Regions from separate parts of the Sus scrofa genome. Here region 1 is linked to region 2. Evidence: chromatin contacts called from public Hi-C data. All regions are on one chromosome and are shown on one strand. Each heading gives the region's core, a stretch centred on a gene start, on an enhancer-like site or on the middle of the called end of the contact. The rest is flanking DNA. Distances are from core to core; before and after follow the strand shown. Region 1 holds the start of FGF2 (fibroblast growth factor 2). Region 2 holds the start of SPATA5 (spermatogenesis associated 5).

Region 1 (6,840 bases), core at 1,157-3,656, 100 kb after region 2:
CTCCAAAGATAATTTGTGAAACCTACTTAGCTACAAAAAAAAAGAGTAAGAGCATTAACCCATATGTTGGGCTACAAGCATCTTTTCAGTTTTTACTGGATAAGGTAAGCAGCTGGTAAAATTTTTAAATTATGGCAGACCTGAAAAAAAATTACAGACCTGCATCTTTCGCTGTTTCGGAATCAATTAGGACCCAACTTTTACAAAAGGACATTTCCCATTCTAGAATTTGTCAACTCAGGTTTGGCTGCAGAACTTTCTCCTCTTCCTAACCCCTCCCTCGAGGGTGAAGGACATACCATTAGCATCAAAAGGTAAACTCCTGTGGGTCTAATGCAAAAAGAGGATGAAATTTCCACCTGAAACCCATAGAGAAAGGCCAGGCAGAACAGCTTTTAAAACAGATGTTTCAGCTACACTTACAGGATGACAGTTAAAATACATCTGATCCTCTTTCTTTCACTTAAAATTCATCAATGTTTTTTAACCAGCTCATTTTATGCCCTTTTCTTCCCTTTTCTCTAGACCAGTGGGTCTCAAAGTGTGCTCCGCCTCAACATCACCAGGGATCGCAAATTATCAGACCCCACTCCAGACCGAAGGAATCAAACTGTGGGAGATGGTTCCTCCATGCCTGATAACAAACTATCCATGTGATTCTAAGGCACTCCTAAAATTTGAGAACTAATAACTCAGGCCAGACTTATTTCTATAACCACAAACACTTTCTTTTTTTTTTTTTTTTACAGTAAACCAAAGTGTAGACTAGTAAACTGAATCCTCTGAGCACTTTATATAACTTTATATAAATTCTTATTTGATCCTCAAACCCGATGCAAGGTAAATAATATCCCCACTTTCGGGAAGAGGAAACGGGTTCACAAGTTAAGTATCTCTCGAGGTCCCAAACCTAATAACTGCAAATGGAAAATTAAAGTTTTTGCAGTTCTTTTTAGAACTGAAACGAAAATCTATAGCACAAAGCCCATTCGTTTTTTTCTTTCAGCTTTCGAAAATTCGGAGGAAAAAACAGAAGTGGGTGGACGAGAGCAGTGTGCCAGCCACCTCGGATCCTACCGAATTGGAATTTAAAGACACGGCTCTTATGGTATTTTCCCTTTTAATACGGCTGCTGTCGGCTTTGCGGGGGCGGGGGGTGGGGGGTGGACTGCGTGCATCCCAGAGAGAAGGGGTCGAAACTCAAGCCTGGGGGGCGCGGGCGGCACCTGGCGGGCGGCTCACCTCCGCTCCGCCGCGGGGTATCCCGGATACGACAGGTTGTCAGCGCTCAGCAAGCCGCCGGCAAGGCCGGGGCGCCCTGCGGCTCCGGGCCCAGAGGACTGGTTTACCAGGGGAAAGCGGCACACTCCAAAGCCTAGGGGAGCGTCTACCCGCCACCGCAGCTCGGGGGAGGAGGGGGCGAGCGGTGAACCTGAAACCGCCGAGGGCAGCGCGGAGAGAAACCACAAGTCCCACTGGGGTCGGAGTGGAAAGAAGGAGAGCGGGGACTGGAAGGCAGGCGAGAGAACCGCGCGAGATGGAGACCGCGCTGGGGAGGACCAGCGGGCCAGTACTCACTGTGAGGGTCGCTCTTCTCCCGGACCCCATCCACTCGGCCGTCGGGGTGGATGCGCAGGAAGAAGCCTCCGTTTTTGCAGTACAACCGCTTAGGATCCTTGAAGTGGCCGGGCGGGAAGGCGCCGCTGCCGCCGTCCTCCGGCAGGGCGGGCAGCGTGGTGATGCTCCCGGCTGCCATGGCCCCACCAGGGCTCTGCCGGGGTCCCCGAGCCCCTGGAGCCGCGCGGGGAGCCGCCGCCGCCGCCGCCGCCGACCCCCGGCCCCGGCCTCCGACGCGCTCCGGAGCGCGGCCCCGGCCCCGGCCCCCCAGCCTCCCGCCCCGCGGCACGCGGCCGCGCCCGCGGGCCCCCAGCCTCGTGCTGTTTGGCCGCTTCGCTCTCCGCCGGCCCTGGAGCTGCGGGTTAGGGCTGGGTTTCTCGGCGGCCGCCACTCTCGGCAGGGCCGCCTCCCCAAACTGCAGCGCCCGGGATCGGCTTGCAACTGCGGGCTCTGAGTCCGCTGGTCTGGCACCGGCCGAGCCGCGCGGCGTCACATCTTCTACATCTCCACCCCCAAACGCCCACCAACCCCCACGCCCCCGGCCCTCCTCCCTTCCAGCGCGCCGCCCCCTACTCGCTCCGGTTTTCTGGGGCCGGCCTCTGGGTCGGCCGCTCCGGCTGCCTCACGCAAGCGCGCGACATCCAAAGGGAGTTGGAAGGCAGTCGCGGGCGGGGGAGATGCGGGGGCGCGGCAGGAGGCCAAAGCCAAGGCCTCCGCAGCTCCAGAGCCCTCGACCCCGCCGGTTCCCCAGAAGGCGCCCCAGCCCAACCCCGCGCCACCCAAACGACATTTAGTCTTTCTCCACAGTGAGGAGCTTTTGCTGTGCAACCAGTCGTGACTCAACTTTTCAAAGTTTAAATGCAATTTTCTCCCCCATTCTTTTTCCCTGCCAGCTCTTCAAAGCTGAGAAACTATTTCCACCCCGGAAAAAAATAGAGGAATCGGAAGCGAGGGAGGATTGTGTGTCACAGTAGGTTTTGAACCTCTCTAATCACCGAAAGATGAGGGGTACCCGCAAGGCACAAATTGTTAAAATTGAAGGCAGAGGCTGAAGTAGTTTACTAACAGAAGGAAAGAAAGAGGCCAGAGAAGGGGAGAGGATTGGGTTGCTAAAAGGAAAGAGTTTTCCTTTTACTAACTTAACTTGAATTAGACAACGTGTAAAGATGAAGATGGGTCTCAAATCCTTATCACGTTAGAAGCATGTTAATGTCTTTTTCTAGCTAAACTGTTAGGCATTTCTTGGAAGGAGGGTAGTTTTCTGAAAATCCCAAACTACAAAATTAAAGTTAATTGCACTTCGCTAACTTTCAGTAGAATATAACAGGTACTACAGATAAGGAAAATACTGGTCCATAAAATTCATATACTGAGCGCCTACTGTGTGCAAAGCATTTCAGTAAATGCAGTGAGAAAAGCCTCATTGCATGGGATCTTCTGGCACAGTGAAGGCGACAATAGGGAGCATGAACAACACAAACAAAATCAGCTTGAGGGTAGTCAGGGCTAGGGAAAGCTTCTAGGAAGAGGTGAGAATACAGAAGTTCCTCTGTTTAAGAACATGTTTGCTTTTGAAAGATTATCCATGAGTGCATTTGTTCATGTCTCCAAGAGAGGTTTAACTCCAGGTGCATTTCTAAGCTGTTAAATAAGAGTGTGCATCAATTCTTTGGAGCTTTAAAACCAGGCTTAATCTGGGCCAATTCGGCTTCTCTGACATCTCTCTCCAAAATGGACAGGTTTACTCTGCACCGAAAATTTGTTATAACAAAGAGCTCCCTTTCAGATGATCTCTGTAGGTATCCCAGGGAATGCCTGAAGCTACTGCAGCACTCTTCAGGTTGCCCCTTACTTTGAAATCAAGTTAGATTTGAGTAAGTCTTGAACTCTGTCACAGAAACCTGTGTTCCAAGACCAAAGGGATAAAAGCTAAGTCAAAATATTTTTAAACAGTAGTATCCAGAAATTTGGGGAACAGCTACAAGCAGTTAAGTAATTTGTATGCTAATAGACCACCGGTCTTGTAGAATTGCATCCCATGTACAGTAACTGATTGTTTTCTAATTCCTTCAAAGTCAGGATATCACAAGAAATGGTTAAGCCAGTTCTAGGAATCTAGGTCTCCAAGGCAAATAGTGTTAATTCCAAGAAGACATCATTAAGAAAGTTGTCTCAAGTTCCTACCCACAGCCTTCTCAACACACACTTGTATGGACACAGAGAGACAGACAATATTCTTCCATACAATCATTTTGGTCTCAGCTGCACCAGGAGCAATCGACTTACTTGCATTCTCAATTCACCCAACTATAAGGATGAAAATAAAAAAATAATTTTGAAAAATAACTAGAATCAACGGTAGAATTCTATAAGATGATGAATTGAAAACATTAATTTTAAAAACCTTTAGGTTCCACTGAAAATGCTTTGGAAACTATAAAAGAAGGAGGACTTACTCCTCAATGCTTTAGATACCTTAGATATCTTTAGATAATGCTTTAGAAACTATAACAGAAGGAGAACTTCCTCACAATACCAAGATAAATTACCTTGGAATTAATAAGAATTGTTCGGAATATAAATGATGAAAAGTACAAAGACTTAATGAGAGCTTAAAAAAAAAAATCTCAAATGTTCCTGGATGGAAACATACAGTAAAATAACAGTGGCAAATTCCTCTAACCATATTTAAAATTTTTAAACAATAATCAAAATTTTAGCACAGTTTTTAAAACTATTTAACAATATGTAAAATTCATTTGGATAAATATATAAGAATAGCAAATACTTTTTTTAATGTAGGGGAAAATGTGAAAGACTCTTAAATCGAAAAGAAAAAATTGATTACTAAATATCTTCAATGGAATAGGAGTTATCTTAGTAGAACTAAATTAGCTGATTCTATGGGGTCCCAGTATCTTTGAGCAACTTTACAACTCATGTAAGTTGTAGGTAACTGTCATGGAATGAAGTGTGTGACCCTCAGATTCATTTGTTGAGGCTCTAACCTCCAATGTGACTGTATTTGGAGACAGGACCTTTACAGGAGGCAATTAAATTTAAATGAGATCGTAAGGGTGGAGTCTTACAATGGAATAATTACGCCAGAAGTGAAATGAAGGTATCCACATTGTAGATGTAGAAGTAAATCTATCTGTATTTGCAGATGACACACAATCTTTTTTTTTTTTTTTTTTTTTTTTTTTGTCTTTTTCTAGGGCAGCACCCAAGGCATATGAAGGTTCCCAGGCTAGGGGTCTAATCGGAGCTATAGCCACCAGCCTACGCCAGAGCCATAGCAACTCGGGATGCGAGCTGCGTCTGCGACCTATGCCTCAGCTCGTGGCAACACTGGATCCTTAACCCACTGAGCGAGGCTAGGGATCCAACTTGCAACCTCATGCTTCCTAGCTGGATTCATTAACCACTGAGCCACGATGGGGACTCTGACACAATCTTAAATATAGAAAATCCTAAAGAACATATGTACACATGCATACAACTATAAGAGCTAATAAATGATTTCAGCAAGATTGCAGGATACAAGATCAGTATATTAAAATCAGTTGCATTTCTTTACACTAGCAAAGTACAATCCAAAAATGAAATTAAAAAAACAATTCTGGGAGTCCTCTTATATGCAGAGGTTAAGGATTTGGCATTGTCACTATAGCTTGGGGAGCTGCTGTGGCATGGGCTCAGTTCCTAGCCAGCGCAGCCAATTTAAAAAAGAAAAATTCAAAGAGAGAAAGAAAGCAAACAATTCCACTTACAATAGCATCAAAATAAATAAAATACTTAGGAATAAATTTAACCAAAGAAGTTCAAGACTTGTATACTGAAAACTACAAACATTATTTGGAAGAATTAAAGGAGATATAAATAAATGGAGAAATATCTATATTCATGGATTTGAAGACAATATTGTTATGATGGTAATTAATACTAAAGTTGATCTACAGATTCAATGCATTCTCTGTCAAAATTCCAACTTCCTTTTTTTGAAGAAAATGACAAGCTAATTCTAAAATTCATATGGACAGGCAAAGAACCCCAATCTTGAATAAGAAGAAGAGAACTCGAAGACTTAATTTCAAAACTTTCTACAAAGCTATAGTGTATAGGACAGTGTGGTACAGAATTAAGGATAAGCATATAAATCAATGGAACAGAATTGAGAGTTAAAAAATAAACCGACATTTAGGATCAATTGATTTTCAACAAGGGTGCTAAGACTATTCAATGAAGAAAGAATAGTCTTTCCAACAAATTTAGTTGGCACAACTAAATATTCACATGAAAAAGAATGAATTTGGACCTTATCAAAAAATTAATTCAACATAGATCATAAACTTAAGTGTATGAACTAAAACAATAAACCCTCTTAGAAGAAAACGTTAAATGTAAATAAATCTTGTGACCTTGGATTAGGCAATGGTTTCTTAGATAAGGGCACTAAAGGCAAGAAGAAAAAATAGGTAAACTGTACTTCATCCAGATTAAAAACTTTTGTGCATCAAATCACAGTATCAAGAAAATGAAAGGTACCCAGAGAAAAGAAGAAAATATCTGTAAATCATATATAGGATGAGTCTAGTCTCTAAAATATATAAAGAACTGTCACAACTCAACAGTAATAGACAACCCAGTTTAAAAGTGGGCAAAGTATTATAGATATTTCTCCAAAGAAGCTATAAAACAGCTAATAAGTACATGAAAAGATGTTCAATATAACTAGTCATTAGGAAAGTGTAAATCAAAACCACAATGAGCTATCACTGCACACCCACTAAGATTCCTATAATTAAAAAAAAAAGACAGGAGACAGGAGTTGCCATTGTGGCTCAGTGGTTAATGAACCTGACTAGCACCCATTAGGATGTGAATTCCATCCCTAGCCTCACTCTTAGCAGGTTAAGGATCTGGCGTTGCTGGTGAGCTGTGGTGTAGGTCACAGACACGGCTTGGATCCCTTGTTGCTGTGGCCCTGGCATAGGCCGGCAGCTACAGCTCTGATTCAACCTCTAGCTTGGGAACCTCCATATGCCCTAGGTATGGCCCTAAAAAAAAAAAAAAAAAGATTAAAAAAAAAGAATAATGAGGTTTGTCAAGGGTGTGGAATAACTGTAACCTTCATACATTGCTGGTGGGAACATAAATAGTATAGCCAATATAGAGAATAATCTGGCATTTCAAAAAAAAATTAAACATAGTCACATGACT
Region 2 (7,508 bases), core at 2,800-5,299:
CAGTGGTTAACAAATCTGACTAGGGACCATGGGGTTTCGGGTTCCATCCCTATCCCTGGCCTTGCTCAGTAGGTTGAGGATCTGGCGCGCCATGGGCTGTGGTGTGGGTCACAGATGTGGCTCAGATCCCAAGTTGCTGTGGCTCTGGCATGGGCCAGCAGCTACAGTTCTGATTAGACCCCCAGCCTGGGAGCCTCCATGTGCCACGGGTGCAGTCCTAAAAAGACAAAAAAAAAAAAAAAAAAAAAAAAAAAGACTGTATACTTGTATGTGTAACTGCGTCACCATGCTGTACAGTATACAGCATGGTGACCCAGAATACTGTAAACTAGCTGTAATGAAAAAAAAATAAAAACCATTAATATAAAGCAAAAAAAAAAAAAAAAAAAAAAACCCAGAAATAAATGAAAAGATATACTCTGCTCATGGATTGGAAGAATTAATAGTTAAAATGCCCATATTACCTGAAACATAGATTCAACGCAATGCCTAACAAATACCAATGACATTTTTCACAGAACTAGAACTAGTAACCCTAAAATATGTATAAAACCACAAAAGTCCCCAAATAGCCAAAGTAATCTTGAGAAAGAAGAACAGAGCTGGAGGTAGCACAAACTATACTGAAAGCTACAGTAATCAAAACAATATGGTACTGACACAAAAACAGTTCCATAAATCAATGGAACAGAATAAAGAATGCAGAAATAAATCCACATCTATCTGGGCAATTAATCAACGACATATATAAGGGGGAAAAAAAGACAGACTCTCTAATAAATGGTGCTGGGAAAAACTGGACAGCTACAAGCAAAAGAATCAAACTAGATCTCTTTCTTACACCATGTACAAAATAAACTCAAAATGGATTAAAGACTTAAATATAAGACCTGAAACCATAAAAATCCTAGAAGAAAGTACACACATAACTCTTTGAATTTGGTCTTAGCAATATTTTTTTGGACCTGTCTCTCTTTTTTTTTTTTTTTTTTTTTATCTTTTCCAGGGCCACTCCCACGGCATATGGAGGTTCCCAGGCTAGGGGTCCAATTGGAGCTGTAGCCGCTGGCCTACACCAGAGCCACAGCAACAAGGGATCCAAAGTGCCTGTGACCTACACCACAGCTCACGGCAACACCAGATCCTTAACTCACTGAGCAAGGCCAGGGAGCGAACCCACAACCTCATGGTTCCTAGTTGGATTCGTTAACCACTGCACCACGATGGGAACTCCCTTTGGATCTCTTAAGGCAAGGGCAACAGAAGCAAAAATAAAAAAAATGAATCTACATCAAACTAAAAGGCTCTTGCACAGTGAAGGAAACTATCAAAACAAAAAGGCAGCCTACTAAATGAGAGAAGACTTCTGCAAATGATATATCTGATAAGGGATTAATATCCAAAATATATAGAGAACTTTTATACATATAAAATGGATATAGTAAAATGGAATATTATTCAGCCATAAAAAGAATGAAATCTTGCCATTTGCAAAAACACGGATGGATCTAGAGGATATTATAAGTGAAGTAAGTCAGAAAAAGACAAATATATGGTTTCGCTTATATGTGGAATCTAAAAAACAAAACAAATAGAAACAGACAAATGGATACAAAGAACAAAGGGATGGTTGCTAGCTGGGAGAAGAGTGGAGGGGGTTGGGCAAAACAGGTGAAAGGAATTAAGAGGTACAAACTTCCGATTAAAAAGTAAGTCACAGAGAAGTACAGTATAATGAATATACTCAATAATACTATATTAATTTGTATGGTGATAGATGGTACTAGACTTATCATGGTAATCATTTAATGTATTTAAAAGTGGGGATGGTTCAACATACACAAATCAATCAACATCATATACCACATTAACAAAAGTCAAAAACCATATGATCACCTCAACAGGTGCAGTAAAAGTGGGGAATTCCCATTGTTGTGCAGTGTAATCAAACCCAACTAGTATCCACTGGATGTAGTTCAATCTCAGGCTCCCAGACCTCAATCAGGGATATGGCGTTGCTGTGAGCTGTGGTGTAGGTGGCAAAAAAGGCTCGGATCCTGCATTTCTATGGCTGTGGTGTAGGCTGTGGTGTAGGGCAGCAGCTGCAGCTCTGATTGGACCCCTAGTCTGAAACTTCCACATGCCACCAATGCAGCCCTAAAAAGAAAAAAAAAAAAAAAAAAGGGAATCACAATGACATACACCTGAAACTAACAAAATATTGTTCATCAACTATATTCCAATTTAAAAAAAATGTAGTCCACAAACTATTTGTTACTGTTCATGATGAGGTAAGAACAAAAAAATGATATGCATTTAGAAGCTTTTATCGCATTTTGACAAAGTAATTCTACATATGTTGAATCTAATAAAAATCTCTAACTTATCTGCCAGTAATTTACTTCTATTTTATTTTACAACAGTGTTACTGTGCCACGTCATTAATTTCAAAATCTTTCCTACAGAGTTTGAAACGCATTGGTCTAGAAGACAATTGAATCGACTCAGAAACAATATAAATTACACATACAAATCTGGAAAATAAGGGTATAAATGGGAAACTCTGGGAAGTGGATGAACTTGCTGAAGAAAGTTCATATAGAGAAAAAGAGGGTTTAGGACTAAGGATTAAGAAGCTTCTACTTTGGACAGTTAGGTAGATAAGGGTGAGCCTGCAAAACAAACTGATTAAGTACCAACCAAAGAAGGGGAAAACTCTGGGAAAGTGATGATACATAAGTCAAGAAGAAAACTGTTTAAAGAAGGTAGAAATGGCTGACAGACAATACCAAAAGCTGCTGAGGGGTCAAATAATGAAATACCATCCATTGGATTTATCCACATGGAGATAATCAGCCACCAGGGCAGGTGCCATTTTGATGGAATAATAGGGTGGATGTCAAATAGGAAGAGGCTGAGGAGTGAGAGAAGAGCAGCAGCTGTGGCTCCGACTGGACCCCCTAGCCTGGGAACCTCCATATGCCCAGAGTTCGGCCATAAAAAGCAAAAAAAAAAAGAAAGAAAGAAAAAGAGATTGTGCAAGACAGCAAGACCCAACTAGTTGCCCTCTGATCCCCAAAAGAGACTGAAAACGCAATGTTAACTTGAAGATAGTCTTTAGGGTCTGCAATAGAGAAATAAAAATCTTGCCGCTAGGTTAATCTGAACCATTTTTAAAAACCACAAAACATCAAGACTGTTAGAAGCTTTACCAACTAAATGCGTTTCGGTTAAATCCGTTCTCTCAAGTCAAGGTTGCCCTGATCTAAAGCAATGGCTTTAGAGTCAAATACTTCTGGCCTCAAATAAACCTTTGTTATTTATTTAGTAGGCTGTGTAACCTGGGGCGGTCACGTTAACTTTTCTTCCTCTGTAAAATGGGCAGAACACAATACCATCTCCCAAGCTCTGAGAAGAGTAAATGAGACACGTAAGTGAAATGCGCAACCTACTGCTAACGCCAGTGTACAATTAACAGCTGTTATTAAATACCAGAACTGGTGTAACAGGGGAAAAGCCACTTATCAATCTTAAAGGCACATCGACCTCTCTCTCAAGAAGGACGGGTCCACATGGTCACCGAACTGGGTGATTGTATACAAAGCTCGCTTGATATGAGCGATTTTACACTTACATATGCCGTTAATCTTAAACAAGCCTAGGCTGTTTCAAGTGAAACTTAGAAATTCAAAAAATGCAGCTTGACTTGCCATGGTTAAGTCATTTCTGCCTCACGTTTCCAATGCAGGCGCAGCTTCAGGTGTTTTAGGACTTCTGTGCCGCGCTCATATCGCTGCCTCGACCAACTTTTTAAAAACCTCTTCCCCTCAAGGTAGAACCGCTAGGTTTTCGTCCTCTCAGGCAGCACCCCCTCGGCCTCGGACCTCCCTCTCAGAACTCTTTACCCTTTTCTAGGAAGTTGATCACCACCAAAGTCCCGGCCGCCACGGCTGAAGCTGTGGCCCCCTCAGGAAAGGAAGCAGCGGAGGCCGAGGGCGAACTATTCTCGGTGCTTTGGTTCAGGCGTTTTCTGTTCTTCTTGGAAGACATGATCTCAAGGCTGCCTGAGAGAAGCAGCGGTGAAGCCGGCTCAACGTGCGCGCTTCACTGAGAGAAAAACTTCCGGGGCAGAAGCCAGCGAGGCTCTGTTCCGCGCCGTAATCCCCGGAGTGGAGCGCAGGAGGAGCGGGAGAACCGAGGATCCTTCGTTGAAGAGGTTCTGACTTCTGCCAAGGAGTAGGTGGACAGAACTGTCCTTTAGATTGTAAATTCCTGAAAAACAGGAATTTTTCTTATCTCCACCGCATTTTCCATCCCTGAACAAACGTCCCTTTAATATTAAAATGGGTGGGGGTAACTCCGGGAGGGTGGAAAGCTGTGGGAGTTTCTCCCCGCTTGGCGGGAGCCAGGCAAACTTCTGAGAGGAGTCAGTCAACAGGACTGCCGTTTCCTCTACCTAGAGCTGCAAAGCGGTAATGCCTGCTCAACCCTGAGATAGGGTGGGTGGTACTCTTCTAAAACTTACGGTAGCATTCTTCGTTCTAAGGCAAACCCGCTGGGTAATTTGGAAGCTGAGGCTTGAGGCCACGAGAGCCTGCGTGGAAATGCCGCCGCTGCGGAGCGGCCGCTGCTGGTTCACTGGGCTGGCTCGGGTGCGCCACGCAATGCTTTATGCAGGGCTCCGTGGGGCCTCGAGTTTCCTGGGTTGCTCTCGGGACCCCCCTTCCGTAGCTGGCGAGCTGAGGGGTGAGCTGGACAGATTCGGGGGCGTCTCGGTGAAACTAGACGCTCTGGACCGCCTGGACACCGTCGCCTTCCAGAGAGCTTTGCAGGGCAAGTGCGCTTGGATCAAGGCTCCCCGGGCTCCCGACCTTTCTAACCAAGTAACTGGGGTTCCCACTCCCGAGTCGCTCTGGAGGGAAGGAGAGAGGGCGTGTGTGACCCGCACCCGTTTTCTGCCTTTCGTTCTCGTGCCCTTGGCTGGGAGGTTTCCGAGGCTGTTGGGGAAATGGTGACGAGCTCAAACTTTAGGTCTGCAGCCCTACTTTCTGGTCCTCTTTCTAGTGTGTGATCTTGGGCAAGTTTTGTAAATCACCTTTTTTTCATCTGTAAAACCAGGTAACAGGAACTCATGGGATTGTTAAGGGGTAAGTTGGACAATGCTTATTAAGTGCTTAGCGTTATAGCTGCCGCGTACTTACTGCTCCGCGTTTGTTAATATTATTTCATAATTATTTACTGCCGTTTACTGAGACTTGGTTCTGCCCGGCACTTTGCCCAAGGCAAAACAAACAAAAAAACACCCTATCGCGTTTTCTGATACAGGTGGTGGACCGTAAGTGGGCCGAAGAGGCTCCGAGTGGTCGTATTTGTTCACAAGTGGGATCAGGAGCTCTGGTGCCCAGAACTAGAGAGTTTCTTCTACTTAGAAAGCAACACTCCCTTTATAATTAGCGGGGGAGATTGGTGAATGGTTTCAGTCTTCAGGAACAAAGCTCACCATTCTCTTTATTCTCTTTGAACCTTGAATTCAATGATTAAAAAAAAGAAAGCTTGTGAAGAGGAACCTTCACTTTGAGAGCCCTCGATTTGGTGGAGCAACCTGTTTTTCAAACTGCCCTTGAGGGTCTTCATAATCAAATTGAAAGCAGAGAAAGGATATTTAGCCATGGAAAAATATCCTCTCACACTAAGAGGAAACTTCAAATAATCTTTATTCTGTGCAGCATATGGCAAGTGAGCATCTATGGTAATAGAGTAGAGCTAGTTAATCTTTAAGCATCCTCATTTCCAAGCTACTTATCTCTTCACCTGTTTTCTCTCCTACTTGGGACAGTTGCTAACTCCAGCAGATCAAATCGGTGTTCATCCTCTAATGTGTGTCATATGTGTGGGTAGACACAGGTGTTTATTGCACACACTTGTTACTCGTAAGTGGCCAAACAAGTGATCAAAGCACTATCTCAGGAAGGTAAAGCAGAAAGTGGGTTGGGTTTGGAGTCCCACACCCAAGTTTCAAGTCCCAGATTCTGCCACACAGCTAGCCAGCCATTAGGCAAATCACCACTGAAAATATTTTTATCTTAGGTTGCTTATGTGAATAATGCTAGCTCTAATTACTTTACTGGATAGATGTGATCAGAGATAAATTACATGAAACTAATTTATAAACTTTGAAGTACCATATGCTTTTTGTAACTTTTTAATGCAATTGCACTAAGTGCTAGACACTTTTTAAAACTTCATGAATACAGATTCATTTAATTCTCATAACAACTTGTGTGGTATGTACTATTATCCTCATTTCAGGGATGATGGTACTGAGACAGATTAACTTCCCTGGCTCTAGAATGTGTTCTTACAGCACCGTTAAGTGCCATTGCTAGTTGTCATTGAGTCAAACAAAACCTAATCATATTGCCTATAAAAATAAACTAAAATAACCTGAGAAGAAAGCCCATTAAATCCAAATCTATTCGAGTAAATTGGACTGATTGTATATAATGTATTAGCAAGAGTTAAGTACCTTTACACATGAAGTCTGTTGCTTTATTGTTCCTGTTATTGATAACTGTAAAGTTAGATGAATGAACAGGTAATATGTTGTTGAGCTTCATATATATCTGCATAAGTGAGGAAATAACCTTGGTTCTACTTGCTATGTCACTCATTAGCTGTGTGGCTTTAAACAAACCCAGTCATTAATAAATATGAATTGAGCCCCAGTGTGTAATCTTATGTTAACCTTCAGGATTGCAAATACACAAAATATTAATTAGGATTAGAAATAGATAACAAGAGATATCATTAGGCAATGTATAATAAGCTCTAGTAAATCTAGAGCAGAATCCTTAGGTTCTCTGTGGAGAGCATGTAAGGAAAGCTTATCAAAGAAGTGAGGGATAGAGAAGGAAAAAGTATTAGAAGTTTATCAGAGAAAGAAAATGAATTAAAAGAATGATTCTGAGACTTGAAGCATTGGTGCCAGAAATATGCCTATAAATAAAATGAGGTTGGGGTGGAGTGTGTAGGAGTCAGTCTTGAACATAGGCATGAAGTTTGCAATGGCAGCCTTCAAGAAATGTCTGAGGGCAGCTGGAGAGCAGAAAAATCAGTGTTCAGTGAAGTCAGGATTGGGCAAACATCCTTGAATAGTTGTTAACTGAAGAAGTGGGAGTGGATGGAGTCAATCAGTGTAAAGTTAAAAAACAGTAAAAAAGTGACTGTAGGTTCAGAACTTCAGGTTTTTTGATTGTCATGATTGGGAAGGAGGACATAGCAACTCTCTGGAATAATAGAGATACTCTGTAATCATGAGTGTGGGTCGCAGAGGTGTATGCATATGTCAAAACTCATCAGATGTTCGCTTAAGACTTGTCCATTTCACTTTATGTAATTCTATGTCAATTTTAAAACAGATTTGATCAGAGAAAGATCCAGGTGAGAAGGATCTGAGGAGATGCCATAGGCCCAAATTAAGAAGTCTGTTAAATTAAGCTCCCAACTTG

The links. Hi-C and Micro-C count contacts between places; a contact is called where the count stands out from the background.
Region 1: a contact with region 2 is called in a Hi-C map of skeletal muscle, with 2.7 times the contacts expected there. The contact joins the promoter of FGF2 here to the promoter of SPATA5 in region 2. A contact is called at or near these places in 6 of 47 Hi-C or Micro-C datasets (embryonic fibroblasts, fetal heart ventricle, heart right ventricle and 3 more) and 1 of 2 datasets of contacts at active chromatin or transcription factors (skeletal muscle).

The regions. Positions count from the first base shown.
Region 1 is chr8:101,341,678-101,348,517 of Sscrofa11.1, forward strand. FGF2 (fibroblast growth factor 2) reads right to left here and starts at 2,407. Exons shown (of 5, transcript XM_021100546.1): 1 at 2,244-2,407; 2 at 1,579-2,186. The coding sequence starts at 2,407.
Region 2 is chr8:101,237,050-101,244,557 of Sscrofa11.1, forward strand. It overlaps SPATA5 (spermatogenesis associated 5), which reads right to left and starts at 4,050. Exons shown (of 17, transcript NM_001177913.1): 1 at 3,906-4,050. The coding sequence starts at 4,050. NUDT6 (nucleoside diphosphate-linked moiety X motif 6) reads left to right here and starts at 5,118. Exons shown (of 8, transcript XR_002346434.1): 1 at 5,118-5,147.